Regions from separate parts of the Macaca mulatta genome. Here region 1 is linked to region 2. The links are chromatin contacts, called in public Hi-C maps. All regions are on one chromosome and are shown on one strand. Each heading gives the region's core, a stretch centred on a gene start, on an enhancer-like site or on the middle of the called end of the contact. The rest is flanking DNA. Distances are from core to core; before and after follow the strand shown. Region 1 overlaps RORA (RAR related orphan receptor A). Region 2 overlaps RORA (RAR related orphan receptor A).

Region 1 (5,103 bases), core at 1,324-3,823, 290 kb after region 2:
TGGACAAACACAAAGTTGCAGAAGTCAGTCATCATATAAGTCCACGTTCTCAAACGAAAACAGTAATGTCATAAATGCAAAGATGCTACCATAAAAAAGTACAGTAGGTGGACTTTTGTGAGTCAACATTATAAAATCTAGCATTTCTAACTGGTAGCATGAGGAGTGCCAGTCTGCAGGATGTTAATGCACTGATAGGCTATAGACAATATATTCCACACTCACGGAAGTGGGGAAACTATAGGTCAGACAAAGCTACAAGTATTTCTTTCTTTCTTTTTTTTTTTTTTTTTCTTTCTGAGATGGAGTCTCCCTCTGTCGCCCAGGCTGGAGTGCAATGGCACGATCTCAGCTCACTGCGACCTCCGCCTCCAGGGTTCAAGTGATTCTCCTGCCTCAGCCTCCTGAGTCACTGGGATTACAGACGCACACCACCACACCTGGCTAATTTTTCATATTTTTAGTAGAAATGGGGTTTCACTGTGTTGGCCAGAATGGTCTCGAACTCCTGACCTCGTGATCTGCCCACCTCAGCCTCCCAAAGTGCTGGGATTACAGGCGTGAGACACGGCGCTCGGTCCAAGTACTTCTTAACTGCAGGACTTCTCAGAGACTTTTAATATGATAATGAGTGCTGTGCAGTGAGACGACTCAAATCAATATATAGTCAACACATTAGATTTGACCACAAAACCCATTTCCCTGAACAACACTTTTTATCACCTCCTAGAGCTGGGGTCAGAAAACTACTGCCCATGCGGTCTGATGTGGCCACTGCTTGCTTTCGTAAATTTTCACTGTCCACAGCCAAGTTCATTTGTGTACATGCCATCCATGACTGCTTTCACACTGCAGCCGCAGCAGTGAGTCATGAGACACGCGCCCGTGGCTCACAAAGTCTAAAATATTTACTCTTTGGCCCTTTACAGAAAACACGTACAAACTTTGTCCTCTGAAATATAGTTTGGGAACCTACTTCATTCATGATATCAATAATTCTAACAAATTTCAAACACTTTTTTTTTTTTTTTTTTTTTTGAGACGGAGTCTCGCTCTGTCACCCAGGCTGGAGTGCAGTGGCACGATCTTGGCTCACTGCAAGCTCCGCCTCCAGTGAGGCGGTTCACGCCATTCTCCTGCCTCAGCCTCCTGAGTAGCTGGGACCACAGGCGCCCGCCACCACACCCGGCTAATTTTTTGTATTTTTAATAGAGACGGGGTTACACTGTGTTAGCCAGGATGGTCTCGATCTCCTGACCTCGTGATCCGCCCACCTCGGCCTCCCAAAGTGCTGGGATTACAGGCCACCACCACGCCCGGCCTCAAACAATTTTTAAAGTCAACATTGAGAAGCTTTCCATGGTTAGAATTTAATAATTACAGTCAGTAACTCTCTTAAAGCATTGTGTCCATAAAGTAGAAAGACACTGTGTGATTATATATGGTCTCTGTCTTCAGGGAGCTCCCAAGCTAGTTTGTGAAAAAGAGAACTCAAGGCACAAACAACTTGGGGGGGGGGGCGGGCAAGAGATGTTCTAAACACTGAGAGGAGGCAATATGGCACAGTAGAAAGAATGCAAGCAGGTGGAAGAGTAACACAAACACAGGGCGCAGAGTCACAAGAGTCAGGGGTTAGTCTTGGCTGTGATACCTTTTCCTGCGTTTTACTGAGCACTTATTATGTGCCAGGCACTGTCCCAGTTGCTTTCCATGAAGGATTGCTCTTTAATTCTTATCATAATGAATAGGTGCTATTATTATCCCAGTTTATGGGTGAGGAAACCAAGTCTTAGGCTGACTACCCTATTAAAATAAAGCACATACCTAGTAGGTGGCGAACAAGAGCCAAAACAAGTCTGTTGGTCAGCACCACGTTATAGTGGCTGCTTCTTAGGGGCAGCATGTATCCTCTGCATTTCCCCAGAAGTAGTGACAGAAGTAGTGGAGAGGGTAGTGCTCTCTAGGCTCTGACACACAGCCCATGTTTGCTGACTGAACAACCGCACAACGTAATGCTATGGCACCTCAGGTGGCAGGGAGGGTATCGTGGGCTGGACTGATCTTCAGAAGGTTGCATCTGAGCAGGGTGTGGAAGGATGGCAGAAGGAAGAGGGGAGTGAGGCACTCAGGGTAGACAGAAGGTGATACTGCCACATCCTCCACTTGGAAGGAATGTGAAAGGTTTTGACAAATCTGTACAGTTTGGAATGGGAACAGCAGAAAGTAAGGGCTGACTACCTACCTTCCACTACCCCTATCCCCACTCCCCCTAGGGGGTAAGGCAGACATAAGCATGCTTTGTGGGGCACACTGATCCACAAACTTGAAAGCCTGAGCTCCACTCAGCAGCGGCCTGGGCAGGATGAACGGTGGTGTGCAGGTGTTTGCGGCAAGCGTAGCTTCTCTTTCTCCTAGAGTCAATCCAGCGATCCCCTGTGAAAAGAATCCTCCACTTGACCAGAGTGCTCTGCATTGGCACCTTACGGACAGGAATCCTATCGGGTATTGCATCAAAGCATCCCACGGCAGTTGTAAGTGTGGCTCCACGAGAGTAAGACACCAGGACAGCTGTGCCACCTAGTGATGCTTGCCTGTACTGTCTGCATCCCAGAGAGTGGGAGAGGCTTCGGGAAGGACTGGTATTTGCTATTTTTGGCCAACACTTCTACACGCAAAGGAATCTGAAGTCTCCGCCTGGGCTTCAAAACAATTCTTGTGGTCTCACTGACCATTCCCGTAAGCCTCAGGGGACATGAGTGTCTTCAAGCTCAGAGGGAGCAGTCCAACTCTGCAGCACGAATTACCAAGGAACATAAAACACACACTTGCCCTCCTCCATTCCTGCCTTTCAGCAGAGAGGGAGGGTGCACCTCCTCTTACATCCTATTGTGACTGCAATAACCTGCAAGCTTTCTTGAGCAGCCTGGAAGTCTTATGCACACAGCACTTGCTGCTTTCTCAACTAAATAGAAATGCTATCGTCTGCAGTCAGAAACAGAAAAGACAGAGGATGCCTGGTGAGGATCTGTCCTACATCCCAGAGTAGAAGAGTTAAAGGTGCTAACCATTAGAGTTATGTGGGTGCAGCTTATGCACACAGAGAATGATCAGTGTTTTCATTTAACAGGGACCTCTCCTCCATTCCCAAACACAGCAGTGGAGGGAAAGGCCTTTTAAGCCTTATTAAGGTTGAGGAAAAACTCTGGTGAAATTATACGAAATATTTTTGCTTCTTTCTGTATTTCAGATTCCTTGCAAGAGGTCCACTGGAAAGCTAGAATTCTAGAAGTCAGGATGGGAAAGCCTCACACGTAATGCTTTTCCTCCTTTGAATTACAGTTAACTCCACTGGTGCCACTGACACTGTTTTCATGTAGTGGTTCTAGTATCGTACGATGCTAATATATATATATAAGTGAGCTATGGCTATGTGTTTTCCGTAAGAAAGGAAAACATCAGTCCAGGAGAGAAATGGAGGATGAATGATATTTATCAGATTGTAGCTTCTGAAAATGGATTTGCTTTACCAGATCAAAGATAAGCCTGTTTCTACACATCACCAATTCTGTGGGAAACATTCCAGATATTCTGAGAGTGCATTTTGAGAGTGAGTAGCTGGTTCCCTCACTGACTGTTTCTACTGTAAGTAACAGTATATTTCCATGCACTCTTGATTGTTATTATACAATTCATCAATAAGACAAAAGCAGAAACGATGTACAAAGAGACCAACAGGGAAGAAAGACGTGAAGATGAAAACGTCAGCAGCGTGCCATGTACGCACCATTGGTTTGGATGTGCCCTGCACAAAAGTGTCCAGCCTGTACACCGCTTACCTAGCTGTTCACCTGGTACAAGATTAAGGAAGTGACAGCTTTTCCTAATTCACTGAAAGTGCCTTGGGACTAAACCATAGCACAGTGTAAGTCAAGTATCCTAAGGGGAAAAGAAAACTCCATATTCATGATCCTTAATCTATTTTATTGATTAAAGATTTAGCCAAATACATCACTCCTGCTTTTGTCCCTGTAACGACCAATGCTGTGTTATCAGGAAGAGAGAAAACCAGACCTGATTGGAGCTAGTCAATCACTCGGTTCTGAATCACTCTTTTCACCCAAAGTCAACAGTCTTGATTCCTCATATTTTAAGATGCTCATTGCAATGTACTGTCACTGTTTGCATACAGCTGTCAGCTGCAAAAACATTTTTTTTGAACACAAAAATCTGGCTTTTGCCCCCCAACCCCCACCCCCTTCCCGGGAGACTCCATGGTAGCCTACTGACTCACACTGACAAAAAGGACAAAGGCCTGGGTTGTCTCCACTGCCTGCCTGTCCAGAGGCAATTAGGCCTCACACAGGCAACCCCTCGGGCAGCAGAGAAAGCTCAGGGAGAAGGCATGGGGTTGTGAACACAGTTTCACGATGATTTCCATGGCCGCCATGAAGGCTCTGATCAGTTACAAATGGGCAGATGCCAGGATGACCCTCCTGATTTCCTGGTCCCTGCTGGACCTGGATCTGGATCTGGATCTGGATCTGGTGTTTAGGGAAGAGCAAAGACCAGAAGAGAGAGGCAGAACCCCAGCAACAAAGCTTGGGTGTGCAATCTTTGAGAAGGCCTCAAGAAAACAAATTCTTGCTTCTCCCTTTTCAAGGGGCTACAGGGAGACGACACAGCTGATGGTTATTTTTGTAGCCAGATAACAAGTAGTGTTAAAGTTGGGCGTAGGTACAAATAAATGTGCTCCATTAAGAATCTACACAGCATGAAGACTGTTAGACTTCATGTATTCCTTTAGCACTCCCAAAGCATTAGATATATATGTATTAGATATATATGTATTATATGTTCATATATATATAAACATTCCTCAGGGAGGACTTCCTTCAGAAAACTCAATACTCAAGGAAAAGGAGTTAGGGGCAGTTTATTTTCGTTATTTTGTTTGTTTTCTCCAAAGTTATTTCTTGAAAAAGGAATCCTTTCAAAGTAAATAAAGGAATCCTTTCAAAGTAAAATAGACTACATTTCATTTTTATCCCAAAGCTGCTGGGTGGTAGGTGTGACTTGGAAAACTGTAGTTTGTTTCAAGCAAAT
Region 2 (5,079 bases), core at 525-3,024:
AACAGACAAATAAATGAAGAACCCTTTCAGCCTCCCTTGCTGGTTTCTTCCCTCTCTCCCGACCCCCAAATTCTTGCTTTGTGCAGGAGTCTGCCTTTTAACCTCTTCTCTTCTTCCTTTGCACACTCTTGCTGGGTTATCATAGACACCCGTCACCCTCAGAATTCCAACATTCTCCCATATGGAGATGGCAAACACAGAGCATGGTACAGCCCAGCAATGCAGACATTGCTAGCAGATCTCCGCTCTCTCTTCAGGATACTCTAGTGTGCATGGTGCTCCAAGACAGGCTCTTCCAATCGATAGGATCAGCATCTCTAGGTGAAGGCTATTTGCTTTCTTTGACCTATATGTCAATGACTTCCCAAATCTACGTTTGCAGCACTGGAGTTTTCAGACCCTTTTGTCAAACAGCCTTCTGGACACTTTCATTTGTTCACCTCTACCATCCAGCACAATGCCTGGCACGGGGTGAATGCTCAGTAATTGTCCATTCTACAGTAAGCATGTATTCAGTGACACTACCCACTCAGATAGTCTCCACCAGCTTGCTAGGTATAAAAGGGAGGCTCACCTATTTGTGCTTCTCTTCTTTCAGAGTTGTGGTGGCAATTTGCCAGGTCTTGAGCACAGTACCCATTTGTAAGAAGTTACACGTTTTGGCCAATAGTTTCACAATTTCACCCTTGAGTTCCTTCAAAACTCTTGGGTGGCTGCCATCAGTTCCGGTGATTTATTTCCACCTAGGGTGTCATTCTAGGACATCCTGTCCATTTGCCACAACTTGTTCCAAGGCTTTAGACCTCTCTGTTTTCAAATACAATTGGGGAGTGGGAATTTTCCCCTTCACCTCCATGGTAACAGCTAATGCCAAGGATTTGCCACAACTCTCTCAACTACTTTTTGCTCGTCTTTAAAGTGGTGATGATCAAGTGAGTCCAACTGATATAATGGTCTCTCTCATTTTTCTACAGCCATTGGTCCATAAGAAAAGAATACTTTCTGACTGGCATAGAAATTCCCTGCAAAGTCATCTTCAGATTATCTCCTGAAGCACTGTGCCAACTAACGCTATAAAGTTCCAGCTGATAACTCAGATGAATTCAAAAGCTTTCACACCCACCAGATCATTTAATCTGAATTAACAGTTCTGAAAGACTGATAAGAGAGGCCAGACACTTACCACTTTACAGACAAAGAAACTGAAGTCCAGAGTGGTCAAGAGATCTGAATGCCACATAGCAAGTTAGCAGCTGAGTTGAGGCTCAAACCATTCTTTAGATTTACAATCCAGTGGGTTTTCTCCTTGCTACACCTTGATTCAGTTGAATTGCATCAACCTATCCTAATCCAATCAAATGCTGAATGAATAGTCATTAGGACAACTGGAAAGAACTAACTGACGTCAAAATGGTTGATTCAGTAGCCACATGCATCTATGGCCTCATGTAACAAAAATGCACTCTGCTAAGAAATATTCCCCAAGGAGAGCCTGAGAGAACACACTGAGAGTCCTGCCCTTCAGAGGCCAGCCCAGACTATGTTTGAGGGTGGACAACATAACACACATAAATACATACACAGCTTTGTGCATCTCAAGGCTTAAAAGTTCTTGTTGCTGGATTTTATCTTGAGATTAACTGAATTCTCACTATAGGATCCTCAACTGGAATCCAGGTTGAGGGGGACATGGGGGCCACCTCTAGCAATGAATACATCATCAAACGGGGGGCAACTTTGAGTCAGTAGCAACCACAATTCCCACAAGAGAATAATGAGGAAGCTGAGTAGTTGGAAGGATTAAATACTGGCATTTCATTTTTAGGATCACATTTTGCGTGCAACCGCAGCTCCAGACCTGAAAGACTGGCCATCTCAGATTTGCCCATAAACATAGAGAAATCTGCCTCTAATGTAATCTGACATCGTCTCTACTCTCTGATTAACCACTTTTGGGTAGGCCTCAAAGAAGTGCGTGCCAAATGATGCCCTGTGGATCTCAGGAGCTGCCAGTTTCATTTTCCCTTCTACCTACTCTTTTCCCAAGTATTATCTTGCCAGTTGAGACAATCTGATGGAATGGAAAGAAATATTTAACCATCTTTGATACAAAGATGGGAGGGGGAAATACAATTTGCTATCCTATTTTCCCCCATCGAGGAGATAAAAAATAACTTGTTACATTTAATTTCTTTGGTACAAAGATTAGTCTGAGAGTATTTTGGACTTGTCAGTCATTCAACTCAGTATTTTAAATTTTTTAAAAGCATAACCTTGAAGTGTATGTGTTTTTTTTATAGTTTTAAATTTGAAGCCCCTGAGTACTTTATAAAAAGTTCAATTTGTATGTGTGTTTTTTTAAAAGGTTTTAATTTACTTCATTACAAGCTCTCTGAGCTTTAAATTTTTATTTTTTTCTAATGTTTCTGAGCCTTCCTTTGGAAGAAAAAAATGTTCTTCTAACAAATGTCAATTGATCATTGGGGTCGAGGAACTGTGCAGAGGATGAATGTGGGCTAAACATTCTCTGGCACCTAGCTCATCTCTCTCCCACATTAAGCGTATTTGCTAATGAAGGGAGCATTGGTATGGGACTGAAGAAAGGATTCCCTTAGTCTGTTAATTTACTTGGAATAATTCATTAGCTGACACTTTTAGCTGCGAATTTAGCTGGTAAATCCCAGATCACCCCAATATTATGTGTAAAGAGGATAGTTCAGTTTTTGTTTGAGAACTTCGGGAGGATGGATTAAAGCCCTTTCTCCCATAGTTACCCTGACATAAGGGAGCTTGTTAATAAAGAGCTCTTTGGATCCTTTCCTTTGTACAGGCACTGTATGAATATTTATAGAATATTTCATCTGTAAACAGCATTAAAATATAAACAGAGCATACCAAGAAATAGGAAGGCCATTTTCACCTAATACATAGCAGTGCTGTGAAAATGCTGGGGTTCCATTCCTGGTTATCAGCTAAGGAACAGCAAAGAAGGAAAAAGTTATTTATCAAACCAGGGGACAGCCAATCGTGTGATCCAGTGGAGCTTTGGTGTTCTTGTTAATCAAGTCTTCTGGGTAACTGAATGGTGTGTGCATGTCTGTACACGCAGACACACACGCAGACACACACGCAGACACACACACACAGGTGCCTGATATGTGTAACCACTGCGACTGGTCATATGAGATTGTCACTTTTGTAGACAAAAAGTGGTCAAATAACAGAGTTTTTGTATGATGCTGCCTAATTAGTGCCACCGTAAGTTTCTGGCCCTTCTTCTTTCGGGCACAGGGAGGGGTGGGAATATGGAATTGCTGTTTACACTTGGGCTCCTACTAGCAAGCTGAGCAGGAAAGGGAGGAGAGGGAGGAGTTGAATGAAACCTTCACAGAGACCAACTTCTGCAGATTCCATGGGCGACATTGCCTCTTCGAAGCGGCAGGATGGAGGATGTGGGGGTGGCACCCAGCCTGTACACCAAAAACACTTCCCACTCACCAGTTGTGGCTGTGTGCTCTTGATTGCAAACCTCTGGTACCCATCACAGATGTATTATCAATTTTCAAAGGGATTAGTATACAATAAAATACACTCAACAAGAAAACCACCCAGAACGCAATGAATCATTCTTTGATGATTCAGAAGGCACTTTAGGATCCTGTAGTGCCTTAGGGGCAGCATTACAAACATCAATTATCTTATGGTAAATGTGTAGAAGAGCTAGTTCACTAGTTAAGAAAGAGCTGGGCAACTCTCTTTTATGGTATGTTTTTTAAAAAATAATGTTTTATCCCAGGCCTTTTCTACTTTCAAGCACTTGCCCAGAATGTTGCTTCTATTTTTGCAAAAATGGCTCACTTACCAGCTTGGAGAAGTACCTCTCCTATGGTGTGCCTGAGTAAGTAAAACTGAAATTGTCTCATTTTCCTATGAGCCATTTCTGGGGTAGACTTCTGTCCTTCTCCCCTAACCATTTAGGTATGCCTCTAATTAAATTCAAACACTATATGAGAAGTTTGGTCTGACAAAGATGACAAATATTTTTTTAGAAAGCTCACTCAGGTGGCACACTTATACATGGTTCAGTTTCAAATGTTCCTTAAAACCAGGAGAGTGTGTGATTCTATTGCATTCAGGCCAATCGCAAGCTAAGTTTCTCCCTCTTTGCAAACTACAGTAGTTGGTAATGAAAAAAAAAAAAAAGTCTGGTACTTGGAAATCAAGTTCTTGAGCACTTTTGAAAACAGATTAATCCAAAACATCTGCAAGAATTTTATCCTTAAAAACCCAGGTGTCTAAAACTTAAGGGGAAAAATATACAAATGGGACTTTGTCAACCAAGTTTTTGAAAAACAGGTTTCTAGCAGAAACAAAGCGTCTAGAATAAAATGCAGTTGGCTTTATGAATCTTTATTTTCCATGGTGATTCTTCCTTTTTGGTCTTCAACAAAGAATGGAATTTCTAGGTGAGTCTCGTCAGATTTTCCAAAAGGACTGCTAAACTAAAACGAGGGGATTCCAGGCGAGATAACATCTCCGGGAGGCTCAACTCTGGCTTGAATTTATTAAAAACTTCTGGTTCTTAATTTAAATTTTAATGGTGGTAGACCCAAAGCAGCCAGACACGAAGGTTATGGTATCAGATGTGAATAAATGAAGACAGATGTGCTGTATTTCTATCAATCCAGAGGCCTGGGCCTTGCCCAATCTATGGTGAAAAGTCACCAGATTTCAGAGAAAGGAGGACATATTACAGCTGACTGTGTGCCTTTAAAGAAGTGCATGAAGCACACACACACTACATACACACACACACACACACTACACACACTACACACACACACAACACACACACACTACACACACACACAACACACACTACACACACACACTACACACATACACTACACACACACACACACCACACACACTACACACATACACACACACACACTACACACCACACACACACACAGGGAATAAAGGAGCATCTCCAGGTTGCTTATACACATATTGACTGCTACTATTACTAGGTGAGCCTACACATGATCTCAGGAAATGTCATTTTACTTGAAGCTA

Evidence for each region. Hi-C and Micro-C count contacts between places; a contact is called where the count stands out from the background.
Region 1: a contact with region 2 is called in a Hi-C map of fibroblasts, with 2.0 times the contacts expected there. The contact joins two enhancer-like sites. A contact is called at or near these places in 2 of 14 Hi-C or Micro-C datasets (fibroblasts and liver).

The regions. Positions count from the first base shown.
Region 1 is chr7:38,405,653-38,410,755 of T2T-MMU8v2.0, forward strand. All of the region lies in intron 1 of RORA (RAR related orphan receptor A), which reads right to left. Among named protein-coding and RNA genes, the nearest start is that of RORA, 180 kb to the right of the region's middle. Within about 2 kb of position 2,574, at least 3 of the 40 cell types and tissues checked have an H3K27ac peak or open chromatin away from gene starts, as enhancers often do.
Region 2 is chr7:38,118,022-38,123,100 of T2T-MMU8v2.0, forward strand. All of the region lies in intron 1 of RORA (RAR related orphan receptor A), which reads right to left. Among named protein-coding and RNA genes, the nearest start is that of ICE2, 290 kb to the left of the region's middle. Within about 2 kb of position 1,775, at least 1 of the 40 cell types and tissues checked has an H3K27ac peak or open chromatin away from gene starts, as enhancers often do.